Regions from separate parts of the Oryctolagus cuniculus genome. Here region 1 is linked to region 2. A link is a contact called in public Micro-C data. All regions are on one chromosome and are shown on one strand. Each heading gives the region's core, a stretch centred on a gene start, on an enhancer-like site or on the middle of the called end of the contact. The rest is flanking DNA. Distances are from core to core; before and after follow the strand shown.

Region 1 (5,601 bases), core at 57-2,556, 130 kb before region 2:
CATCTTCCTCCTCGCCTGCTGCTGCCGCTGCCGCTGCCGCCGCCGTCTGCTCCGTGCTGCTTGGGGCCAGGGATTGGCGGCAGGAGATGGGAACTATCTGACCATCCACAGCCGGGCCGCCCTCTCCGTCCGGGGGGGAAGCTGGCAAGCCGAAGCAGTAGCAAGAAAGCAGCAGGCTCGGTCAGCGGCTACCACTTCCGCAACCCAGGCAGCCAGGCAGTCCCCGCCCTGCCCCGCCGCGGCCTCCTCCCCCTCTCTCTTCCCTCCTCCTCACTCCTGCCCCCACCCTACAACTTCTCCCCCTCACGCCGCCTTTCCCCAGGAAGCCAAGATGGCCGCCGGTGCCGACGCCCCGGCCAGGCCAGGCCCAGGCCCCGAGCGCTCCCCCTTCCGGCTCCGAGCGGGAGGGGCGAGAGAGCATGCGCAGTGAGGTGCGGCCGCCGGCCGAGGCTCCTGTCCGGACGTCGACGCGATCCGTTTCGGGTTTTGCAAAAAGGTGGAAACGGAGAACGCAGCCCCAGCCTCCTCCAGTTGTCTTTTTGAAGCTTTTCGGTGCAACCCTTTGGTTTAGTTTCAGTTATTTCTGTGCGAGTTTGAGGGAAGAATGGAAGCGCATCCTGCAGCTACGTGTATCTCCAGTGCCCCGGGGGAAAACGGACTAATTGAAAACGGCGTTCGCGGCCTGCAGCCATTGTTGGAACTTGAATGGCTGTTTTTCTGGGTGGGAAAGAGTCCTCCTGTGATCGTGGGTGCTCATTCGGGAAACGGATGAACAAAGGCTTGCACGGTGGCCCTCTGGCTTTTGTTCCACGCTTCTGTTCAGCTACACTTGGGCATTGCCACGCTGTCGACTGCAGGCCCCCCAGCGGGCAGGCCCCTGTCAACCAGGAGGGCCTGCCTTCCAGGATATTATAGGGCACATGCTTTACAAATGCCCTTTATGCAAGGCTTTTGGATTGTGGAGGAACATTTCCTTCTGAAATAGATTCTACCATCAGAATAACTACCAGGATTAAGGGTCAAAATAATATTTTTAAATTTAAAACTGAAAGACCTAAAGCAAGGGTTTTCACGGTTTCCTGTGTGATAATCACCTGGAAGGCTTGCTGTAACAGCTTGCTGAGCCACAGCCCTGGAGTTTTGTGATTAATTGGTCTAAAGAGAACCCTGAGAATTTGCATTTCTCACGAATAGCTGGGTTTCCACTTAAAGAATGCAGAAGGTTAATAGCTTTTCTCTCTGCCAGGCATTGTATCTTCTGATAAACCATCCTGAGCTTGTTTATATGAGGCTAAAATTAAAATAGTTTTCATAAGAAAGTGTCTTATTCAGTCCAGAAGATCATGCAATGTGATGTTGAGCTGGCCCGGGGAATGGAATATGGGTTTTTCATTCATTCGTTTGGCAAAAAAAATATTGTTCACCTACTCTGTTCTGGCAGAGACGGTGCTGACTCTGAATATTCAGTGTGTTGCAAAAGATACAAGATCTCTGCTCTTCCAGAGTTTACAGACAGATTGTGTCTGTAAAGGCAATGGAAGGAAGAGAGCAGGGAGCTGTGAGAAATAGTGAGGAGTGGGAGTTTGGAAAGGGGATAAAAAAGGCTTCTCTGACCTGGAAATATTTTAAAACTGAAGCCTGAGAGTGGTAGGAGCTGAGAGGAAGGGGAGTCCCCCAGGAAGTGGGAACAGCAACGTCAAGGACCTGAGGCCAGAACAAGCTTGACCTCTTGCACAAATTCAAGGACCAAAGTGGTCAAAGTGAAGTGAGCCAGGGAACATGCGATGGGAAGTGAAATATTGGAAGGTGAAGCCTGAGAGAGAAGGGAGAATCAAACAATGTAAGAATCTTGGCTGCTGTAAGCATTTTAAAGTCTATCCTAAAAGCAACTTGAGACTGTCCAAGGGATACAGGCAAGCAAATGTTGTGACTGCCTTGTAGAGAATGGGTCCAGCTAAGTCCAGAATGAATCATGGATTGTGTGCTGGAGTTTAGAAGGCCAGTAGTCACATGAGAGCCAACACGTGCAGAAGACGCTCCCCAAAGGGTATCATCATCAATTAGTGTGCAACAAATTCATAGCTATTCATACTAAATAATCCTAAAGCAAGGCTTTTCTAAGAGTTTGTCTTCAAAGAAGTCAAACAGAGATGGTTCTTTCAAATGCGTTGATACTGGTTTTTCCATTAGATTTTGGAAGAAGGTTCTAGATGGGGATTGGTTGCTGCCACTTCCACAAATAATCAGGAGCATTTGGGGGAGCATACACTTGAAAATTGCTGTTAGAAGAGACAGGTGTGACTCAGTAGGGGCAGAGTGAATGTTGTTTCCAGCTGTTACAGGTAATAAGAGATCACAAAGGGATCACAAGGACAGAGACTAGGACCTTGAAGATGCCACTCGGTAGCCCACACTGGTCTTTGGTGGTTGTCATGGAAGTAGTTACATCAAGTGTCAGAAAGTGAGTGTTTTCAGGTCCAGGCAAGGTGAGGTTACAAGTTAAGGGGGCCATGGGGCAGGTGCGACAACATGGAGAACCCTCCCCTGACGACAGACAGCTGTTGCTGTGGAGAAATTCAGGCCTGGTGTTAGCAGAGCCATTGGGGCTTTATTTTATTGTTGTTTTTACAAGAGAAATCTGAAATCTGTTTTTGTCTTTGGTAGCTGCTGTGGTTTGACTGTGTCCCCCAGAGTTCATGTTTTGGAAATTTAATCCCCAATGCAGTAGTATTAAGAGATGGAACCTCTAAGAGATGATGAGGTCATGAGAGCTCTAGCCTTACAAAAAGATTAGTGCTATTATTACAGGAGTGGATCCATTATCATTATCGTGGAAGTGGGTCCCTTATCAAAGAATGAGTGCAGGCTTCCCCACCCCTCCATGTACTGCCTTCTGCCAGGGGATGATGCTTCAGAAGACCCTCACTAAGTGCTGGACCCTCAACCTTGGACTTAACCAGCTTCTAGAACTATGAGAATAGATTAAATATTCTTTATAAGATACCGAGTCCCTGGTATTCTATTACAGCAGCACAAAAAAATACAGTAACTAATTTTCTTCAGGCCTTATCTGACTTGTGGGCTTTCATTTTATAACTTTGGCTTTGTAGTTTAGCAGTGTGTTCTTTCAAATAGGAAGACATATCAGTAGTAGGTATTACCTCTTATCTCATAGGCATCTATCACAGTCTCACATAATGCATAACAGCCTATGTTTGTAAAGGCAGTAACTGCTGGAAGCATTTGGAAACTTCTAATGCTAAAGCATTTGTGCTTGTTCTTCATAATCTATCGACCTAAACTTTGCTTGCTTAAGAGCCCTCCTACTTCCTGTTTGCTGTATGCAAAACTGGTCAGCTACCGGTGTGGTGAGCAGCACAGAACCTGCAGATACACACGCAGCAAAAGCACTTCTGGTCATCCTGTTTGCATATTCACTGCTCCTGCTCATCTTCTCCAAACACAGAAGTAGAGCACACCAAAGTTAAAGGGCCTCTTAGAGATTATCTTATTCAAAGTGAAAAGGAAAGCAATGTTTGACTACCATACATCAATTCCTCCCTTACAGCACCTGTTTTTCTTTTAGTTCAGATCAACCAGACGCTTGGTTCTTGTCTATATCCAAGCCTGATTCTCAACTTTTCAAACATTGGTATGTCTTGAAGTATCTTTCCAATAATTATCCTTTGGCTTAAGTTAGCCGTGACCAATCCCCATTACTTGCAATAAATTTAAGGACTCTGAGTGATATTGGAGCCCACAGAATTTAAATTATTTTCCCAATATATTAAACTAAAGAACAGAGTTCAGACCAAACCATAATTTCAACCCCATTTCAGGGATCTTTCATTGTAATGCCATAAACAATGTTTCATTTTGAGAGATACACTGGTTACCAATCATCATAAGATTGTCTAGGTTATTCCTGTGCATTACAGCCCACTTACCACATGTCTTTGGATCTTAAAACGTATCCAGAAAATTCATATGTCATTTGATCTCTATTTTTTTTTTAAATGAGAACAGGGTGGGTGTTAAGGCGGGTTAAGATGTTTGAGACGCCTGCATCCCATATGGAAGTGCTAGGTCTAGTCCCAGCACCTCTGCTTCCCATCTAGCTTCCTGCTAGTGCAAGTAGGAAGGCATTGGATGATGGCCCAAGTATCTGGGGCCCTGCCACCACATGAGAGATTCAGATGGAGTGCTGAGCTCCTGGCTTCAGTCTGGTCCACCTAGCTGTTGTAGGCACCAGCAGCTAGAAATTTCGTGTGTGTGTGTGTGTGTGTGTGTGTCCCTCCTCTGTCACTCTACTTTTCAAATAAATCTTTCAAAAAAATAAATGATAATTATGGATAAGTAAAGATATGCCCTCAGTACTTACTACAGTGATAACTATTTGCATAGTGGCAGATCCCATCAAACCCACAGAGAGCATTGATTAAAAACAGATAGAGCCGGCGCTGAGGCTCAATAGGCTAATCCTCCACCTCTTGCCTCTCCCCCATCCTCTGAGCTTATCAAGATGACAAATGTGTGCAGGTTGGGAATGTGGGGAGTGGGCAGACAGTGTTCAGGTTGTAGGCCTTTGAATTTTTTTAAAAGCATATTATGAATTATAGAATGAGTACAGAAAGATTAAGAAGAATATGGTTTAACTGTAAAGAAATGGCCCTTTTCCTCATTACTTAAACATACAGACTTTAGCATACTAAAACTTGCCCATCACTTCTCCAACATTATCTTGGTGCCCATGTGCTACCTTTGTGCAAATTACTTGCAGAAGTGCTCCTTCAGACTTGCCTTCAAAATAGTCCTTTTATTTTAAATATATATTTATTCATTTATTTGAAAGGCAGAATTACAGAGAGAGAGGGATAGACAGATAGACAGACAGATCTTCTGTCTGCTGGTTCACTTCTCAAATAGTTGCAATTGGCGGGGCTGTGGAAGGCTGGAACCAGGAGCCAGGAACTGTATCTGGGTCTCCCACGACAGTGGCAGGGATCCAAAGACTTGGACCATCTTCCACTGCTTCCTGGGATGTTAGCTTGGAGATGGATCAGAAGTGGGGTTGCCAGGACTCGAACCAGTGGTCATATGGGATGACAGCGCCACAGGAGGTGGCTTAACCTGCTATTCCACAAGGCTGGCCTCGTGGCATTCTTTTCAGTGTCTTCATTGGTGGGTTATCTTGCCCTTTTTTGGGTAGATTTAATTTTTGGAATTGGTCAAAAGTAATTTCTTCAGGGTCAAGTCCCGGGAATAAAATGTCTGCTCCGCTAGGGCTGTATTTTTGGTCCAAAATATTATATGACTGTAAATAAAGCTGATTTTCATGTGCGATTTACGAACTGCTATCATGGTTTTACAGTGAAGTTCTAGGAAGACTTTATTCAAGGAACACATCCTTTAGGACTATAGACTGAAAGCATCCCCATTAAGGTGATGATGTTAGAGGTGGGACTTTTGACAGGTGATTAGGTCATGAGGGTAGAGCCTTCTTGAGTGCAATTAGGGCCCTTATAGAAGGGAACCCAAAAAACTCCCTCACCCTTCCCACCATGTGAGGACACAGCAAGAACTGGGAAGCAGACCCTCACC
Region 2 (5,896 bases), core at 2,525-5,024:
AATAATTTCTGATTCACTAAAGTGTTTCTTTCTTGTTTAAAAACCCTTAGGTTTTCATTATATGCAAATTAAAAGTCCCAAATCTCTAATCTAGTTTCTAGAGCAGGTGTCAATATCCCCAGAACTCACCTGACCTGTCTTATTTCCCATTGCTTCTCTACATACATGCTGTGCTCTGCCAAACCAGTTTTATAACTTGTCTCCGAACACACCTTTTTCTTTTGGTTATATTTTATTCACTTAGAAAAAAATATTATCCCTTTATCACAGTTCTCCCCATCATTAAAATCAAGCTTAGATTCTCTCTTTTCCAAAGTCTTCTCCATCTATAGCTATCCAGACACATCAAGCACTCAGAACTCTGGTCCATGCCCTCAATGAGTGGGCATCAACCTACGAGTGGACTTCCATCCAGTACTGCCGAGATGGTTACTCTGTAGATGTTTAGAACTTTCATTCACATCTCTGTTGACATTTTGCTCCTCCACCTTGCCACTAAACCCCACAAAATCTAGGACTTGATTGCATACAATAACCCTTAGTACCTTAAGTATCTCAGAACCTCCTAAGTTTATGGCCTCCACTATGGCATATAATTCACAGTAAGGTTCAAATTCAAAATGCAGTAAAGTTCAAATCTAAAAGAAGTCTTTTACATATCTATATTTAAAAATATATAATATATATTTTAAAATTGTGAACCTTAGTTTAGCTGTATCTTAGAAACAAAATTGAGTATTTATCAAGCTGTGTGCCCAGCAATCTGGTAGGTATTGTAGAGAATATGATGATATATGCAGTAGACTGTTGTGAGACAGACACTAAATATACACATGGACAATGGCCAGAGCATATATAAAAATAGAACTCTGACCCACAACCTCTGAAGCAACCAGTTCAGAAAAGCAACCACAATCTCTGAAGCCAGCAACTCCAAATGACTAGGACTTGATCAACAGCTGCCAGTTTCCTTAGTTTTTGTCTTATTTCCAACTTTGGACCAACCAGAGAAAGCCAAATATGTACCCCTTAACTAACTATATAGGATGCCTTTCTTCTAGTTAACCTGCCTCCATCATCCCTATATGAAACCCCCAATCAGGGTTGGAGGGCATCCATGAAGCCTTTCCTCCTTGTCCCAATAAAGCTTCCACATTGCACTGATTGCCTTTGTGTTCACTGCTGAACACAAGTGACTATGGCTGTCTGCTTTGCTATAGTAAGTTTTGAGTACAGCTGTCTCAGTATCTGAGGACTGGTTTTAGCACCCTCAGATACCAAATCCTCTGATGTTCAAGTCCCTTATTTAAACTAGCATAGTGTTTGCATATACTCTCACACATTCTCCCACGTGTTTTGACTCGTCTAGATTAGCTATAATACCTAATATACAACATAAATGCTATGTAAATAGTGCTTAGTCTATATTACAGGATTTGGGGATTAAAGACATGAAGTCTGTACATGTTCAAGGAAGATGCATTTTCCCATCAAATAGATAAAGAATCCTCAGATATACAAAGCTGACTGTAAATATCCTTTGTTGTACTCATTTGAAGGTTATTTGCACATGTGGAATGTACAGGTTATAGCTGCATTCAACTATTAACACACACACATCCTTTGCTTTCATATTAATTTTGTAGTATATGTATTGGGGAAATTATTTTCTCTGGAGTAGATTTCAGGGAATTTTTCGAAGGTGTCAGAATTATCACCTGATGAATTGTGAGGGTTTACAATGAAGAGATTTCAAAAGGATTTAAAAGTGATCAAGTTTGAAGAATAACAGGGAAATTAATTAAAAAGAAAAGATTAGGACTGAGATCAGGAAAATGGTACTACCAAATGACATAAATGGAGACTTGGGAGAGGAATTATGTATAAGGAAAAGTTCAAGACACAGAAGGATGTTCAAGTTCATTAACCACTGACTGCCAACTCTGCTAGGCACTAGTTTTGGTGCTGAGAATATAGTGGAGAACTGAGGCACAGTGGGGGTAGTGTAATCTACAAGGGTACATAACAAACTGTGGTGAGATTAGGAAATAGAACATGGCTTTCCTGGCTCTTAGATCATGAGGAATAGTTGCAGTAACATTCTGTTTTCAGACTATGTGTCATACATGTAGAATAAAAAATTTCTAAGTATATTACAACCCTGACATCCTTTAGAATGTTAATGAAAGAAAGAAAAGAATAAACTACTTCTGGAATAATTTGATTAATATCTGCAACCAAATTTCCCCTGAATAACAATTGCAAGTAGATGACTGTTTTTCTTTTTTTTTTAAACTTTTATTTAATGAATATAAATTTCCAAAGTACAGTTTATGGATTACAATGGCTTCCCTCCCCATAACTTCCCTCCCACCCGCAACCCTCCCCTTTCCTGTTTTTCTACTCTGCACAACTTACTAGAATACATTTCTGACTTATTTATTATAAATGCTTGATGTTGAGAGTTTATTAGAAACTGATTAGATCAACACAACAATGTTCATTGGTGCTTTTTGGTCATATGAATATATATTAAATTTCTGTGAAACAAAGAAGACTTAAAAAGTAATGTCAATCCCATAATTTCATCGTACTAAGATGTCAAAAACGCATTTGTGGAGGCCGGCATGTTAAGCATCCCGTTTGGGCACTAGGTCCAGTCCCCGCTGCTTCACTTGGATCCAGCTCCCTGCTGATGGTCTGGAAAAGCAGTGGGACATGGCCCAGGTGCTTGAGCCCCTACATCCATGTGGGAGACCTGGAAGAGGCTCCTGGCTGCAGTCTGGTCCAGCCCCACCGAATGCGGCCATTTGGGGAGTGAACCAGCAGATGGAAGATCCTTCTCTGTCTCTCCCTCCCTCTCTCTCTCTTTGTAACTCTGCTTTTCAAATAAAATAAATCTTTTTAAAAAGGCACTTGTGATAGTCAATACCAGTTATCTTACAGAATTCTTAAACCTCATTTTTGTTTTCCAACTGTAAGTCAAGATGCCGACCACTTGGAGTCTATGTGCCACGAATCGACATATAAGCCCTTTACATTTGTAAACTCACATAATCCATCCACACACACACACACACACGGCAGATAACGGCAGGTACTTTCATTATCCCCATTCTTTAGATGAGGACATTGAGGTGCCACGTGAGAAATATTTTGCCCTAAGATACAGCTTGTCAGTTCAAGAGCTAGGATGTAGTCTACATATGAAAGTTTCCAGGAACCCAAAGTATTCCCAGGCCACTTTGCTTTCCACTCCCCTCTTCGAGAAACGGGTGACAAAAGTTACCAACTCAGCAGGAGAGGGAGCTGCTCGCGTAGGTTCTAGGGAGGGGTTGTCTAGAGGCTCTCACTTCCCTGCTCGCTCTCTTCCCCACCCAGCGCCGCCAGCTTCCCTCTTTCTCCCTCCGCCTCACCCTACTTCCTTTCTTCCTATCGCGGCTCCCCGACCGCGTCACCGACGCATCTCCTTGATGGGCGCGGCATTCCGGGCAATACATCGCTGGGCGCTGCCAAGTCACCGTGGAGATGCACCCACGGTCTGCCGTCGCCGCGACGTGACGTAGCCCGCGCGCCGCCGTCGGGTCGGGGGGCGGGGCCGCGGAGCTGGCCGGCCGGGGGCGGGGCCGGAGCCAGGGCCGAGCTCCGGGCCTCCGCGGCCATCGCAGCTTGCACTGTCCCTTCCCCTTGCTCACTCCCCGCCCTCCCGGCCCGAGTGGAGTTGGGAGGTGTCGGCGGCCTTGCCCTGTGGGGCACGCGGCTTCAGGGGCTCTGCCTCCACCGCGGCGCGATGTCGAGCGCAGTGACAGCTCTGTGAGTCCGAGGCCGCGGCCGTGGCGCTGGGCGACGGCGGGACCGGGCCGGGTCCGCTCATGGTGCCGCCACGACGCCATCGCGGGGCAGGAAGGCCAGGTAGGCAGGCAGGGAAGGGCCCCGAAGTCACCCGGAGCCGAAGCCGGAACCAAGTGCCCGAGAACAGCCCACCTGCAGCCTTTGCTAGCGCCTTGATAGGACCGCTGATGGTGGTCTCGAGGGGTGGAGAGAGCGGTCGGCTGACAGGGGCTTCTGACCCGGCTCCAGACTCCAGCGATTGAGCCAGCTGCTCGTGCGTGGTCGCCTGGGGCTTTACCTCTCTCTCACCGGAGGCGCCACCGACTTAACTTTTTTTCCTCCAAAAAAAAGGGGGTGGGGTGGGGGTGTTTCCTTTTTAACAGCTGCTTCTTCCCTTCCTGAAGAATTACTGCTTGGATCTGAAATAACGAGATGTAGTGACAGGCGTGGGTGGGGGAGCGTGGAGGATCCTTTTCCTCTACCACGTTAAGGGGGTTGGAAAGGTGCCCTCAAGACCCACTGCAGATCACTGCCTCTCCAATCAGCGAATTCCACTCCGGGAGCTTAAATGCAGAAAACACATTTGTAGAAACGGGCGTGTGTCTGGACCTTGTCTCTGGGGTGAATTCCTCTGCAAGGAGACATGAATGGAGTTGTGCATTTGTGAGACTCGGAGCAGCTGTCTTCAAACAGCTAACTGGTCTTAACTAAGCTGACTGGAATATTGCTCTCCCCCTACAGCGTACCCCTCAGAGTCTGATCTGAGGGGCACAGGGAAAGGGCACAGGGAAAGGTGTCCATTATGCTTGACACTTTGATGTTTTCATTTGCTTTCAGTCTGAACGTGAGGGGTGGAAAAGATGTGAAAAATCTTGAGTTGACGTTTTCGTAAGCAGTGTTTTGTGGTTTTTAGGTGTGCTGAGTTCTTCACCTCCTTTTAGACTGAGATCCAGGTTTTCAGGCATTGCTTTCGAAGATCTCCGAAAGGCCCTTACAACAAGGTAAATTCCAGGCTCTTTAAATACTAAGCGATTTTCATACTGAACATTAGCTAACAAATGTCACGTGTTTCTGTTCCACTCCTTTTTTCTTTTTATTCGCTTGTTTTTCCAAAGTCATCTCTAATGAGATCTGTATTTTCTGAAAAGCAGACTACAAATGGTGTGTGTGTTTATCATGAACCGCATGAACTCCCCGAACAGTGGCTTCACTCAGCGCAGGCGGATGGCTCTGGGGATTGTTATTCTCCTGCTTGTTGATGTGATATGGGTGGCCTCTTCTGAACTCACTTCGGTATGTACCTCTTATTCAGTAATGGTGTCACATGAGAACGACACTATTTCTCTTAACCCATAGTAGTTCTATCCATTACTCTCATGCTTACTAAAAATTGTGTTTTAAATATTGTGGGATTATTTACTTTTCTTTTATAGTGAATTGTGTCAATTCAAGTGAAAACCTGTTTTTTGTTTGTTTTCTTTTTCTTAAGATTCATTTATTTGAAAGGCATAGTTATGGTGGGAGAGACAGCGATCTTCTATCCAGTATTTTACTGCCTAAATGGCCACGACAGCTGGGGCTGAGCCAGGAACCCAGAACTCCATCTAGTCTTCCAGGGCCCCAAGCACTTGGGTCAGCTTCCCCTGCCTTCCTTGGTGGGTTAGAAGGGAGCTGGATCAGAAGCAGAGCAGCCAGGACTTGAACTAGCACTGTTATGGAATAGGGGCATCACAAGTAGTAGCTTAACCTGCCGTGCCACAATGTATGCTACTCATTCAGTCTTATTGTATCTTTTAGGGAGAATTACGTATTAGAGAGAATTCATATTAATCTTTGAATGTGTTTGTTTTTTTTCTAAATTCAGTTTCTTTCTCTATAAATATTCTAATTAATAGCCATTCAGGAATCTAACAGTCTCCATTTAGTATAAAATAAGAATGTTTTTGGACAAGAGTAAAAGTGCTCAGATTTTCATGTATAGGTCACTACTATGCAGAGGCCTGGGTGCTTTCCCATTTATATGTTTGCTGACTCAAACACTGTTACAAAGTACATGGTATACAAT

What was found. A called contact is a pair of places that touch in the nucleus more often than the background predicts.
Region 1: a contact with region 2 is called in a Micro-C map of ear pinna, with 4 times the contacts expected there. The contact joins the promoter of ACTR3 here to the promoter of SLC35F5 in region 2. A contact is called at or near these places in 3 of 6 Hi-C or Micro-C datasets (ear pinna, psoas muscle and an unstated tissue).

The regions. Positions count from the first base shown.
Region 1 is chr3:111,524,633-111,530,233 of mOryCun1.1, reverse strand. It overlaps ACTR3 (actin related protein 3), which reads right to left and starts at 1,306. Exons shown (of 12, transcript XM_002712405.5): 1 at 1-1,306. The coding sequence starts at 3. All of the region lies in intron 1 of LOC138849008 (a long non-coding RNA gene), which reads left to right.
Region 2 is chr3:111,395,558-111,401,453 of mOryCun1.1, reverse strand. SLC35F5 (solute carrier family 35 member F5) reads left to right here and starts at 3,774. Exons shown (of 16, transcript XM_008258490.4): 1 at 3,774-3,912; 2 at 4,745-4,832; 3 at 4,980-5,124. The coding sequence starts at 3,873. It overlaps LOC103348744 (a long non-coding RNA gene), which reads right to left and starts at 3,893. Exons shown (of 4, transcript XR_011387314.1): 1 at 3,417-3,893.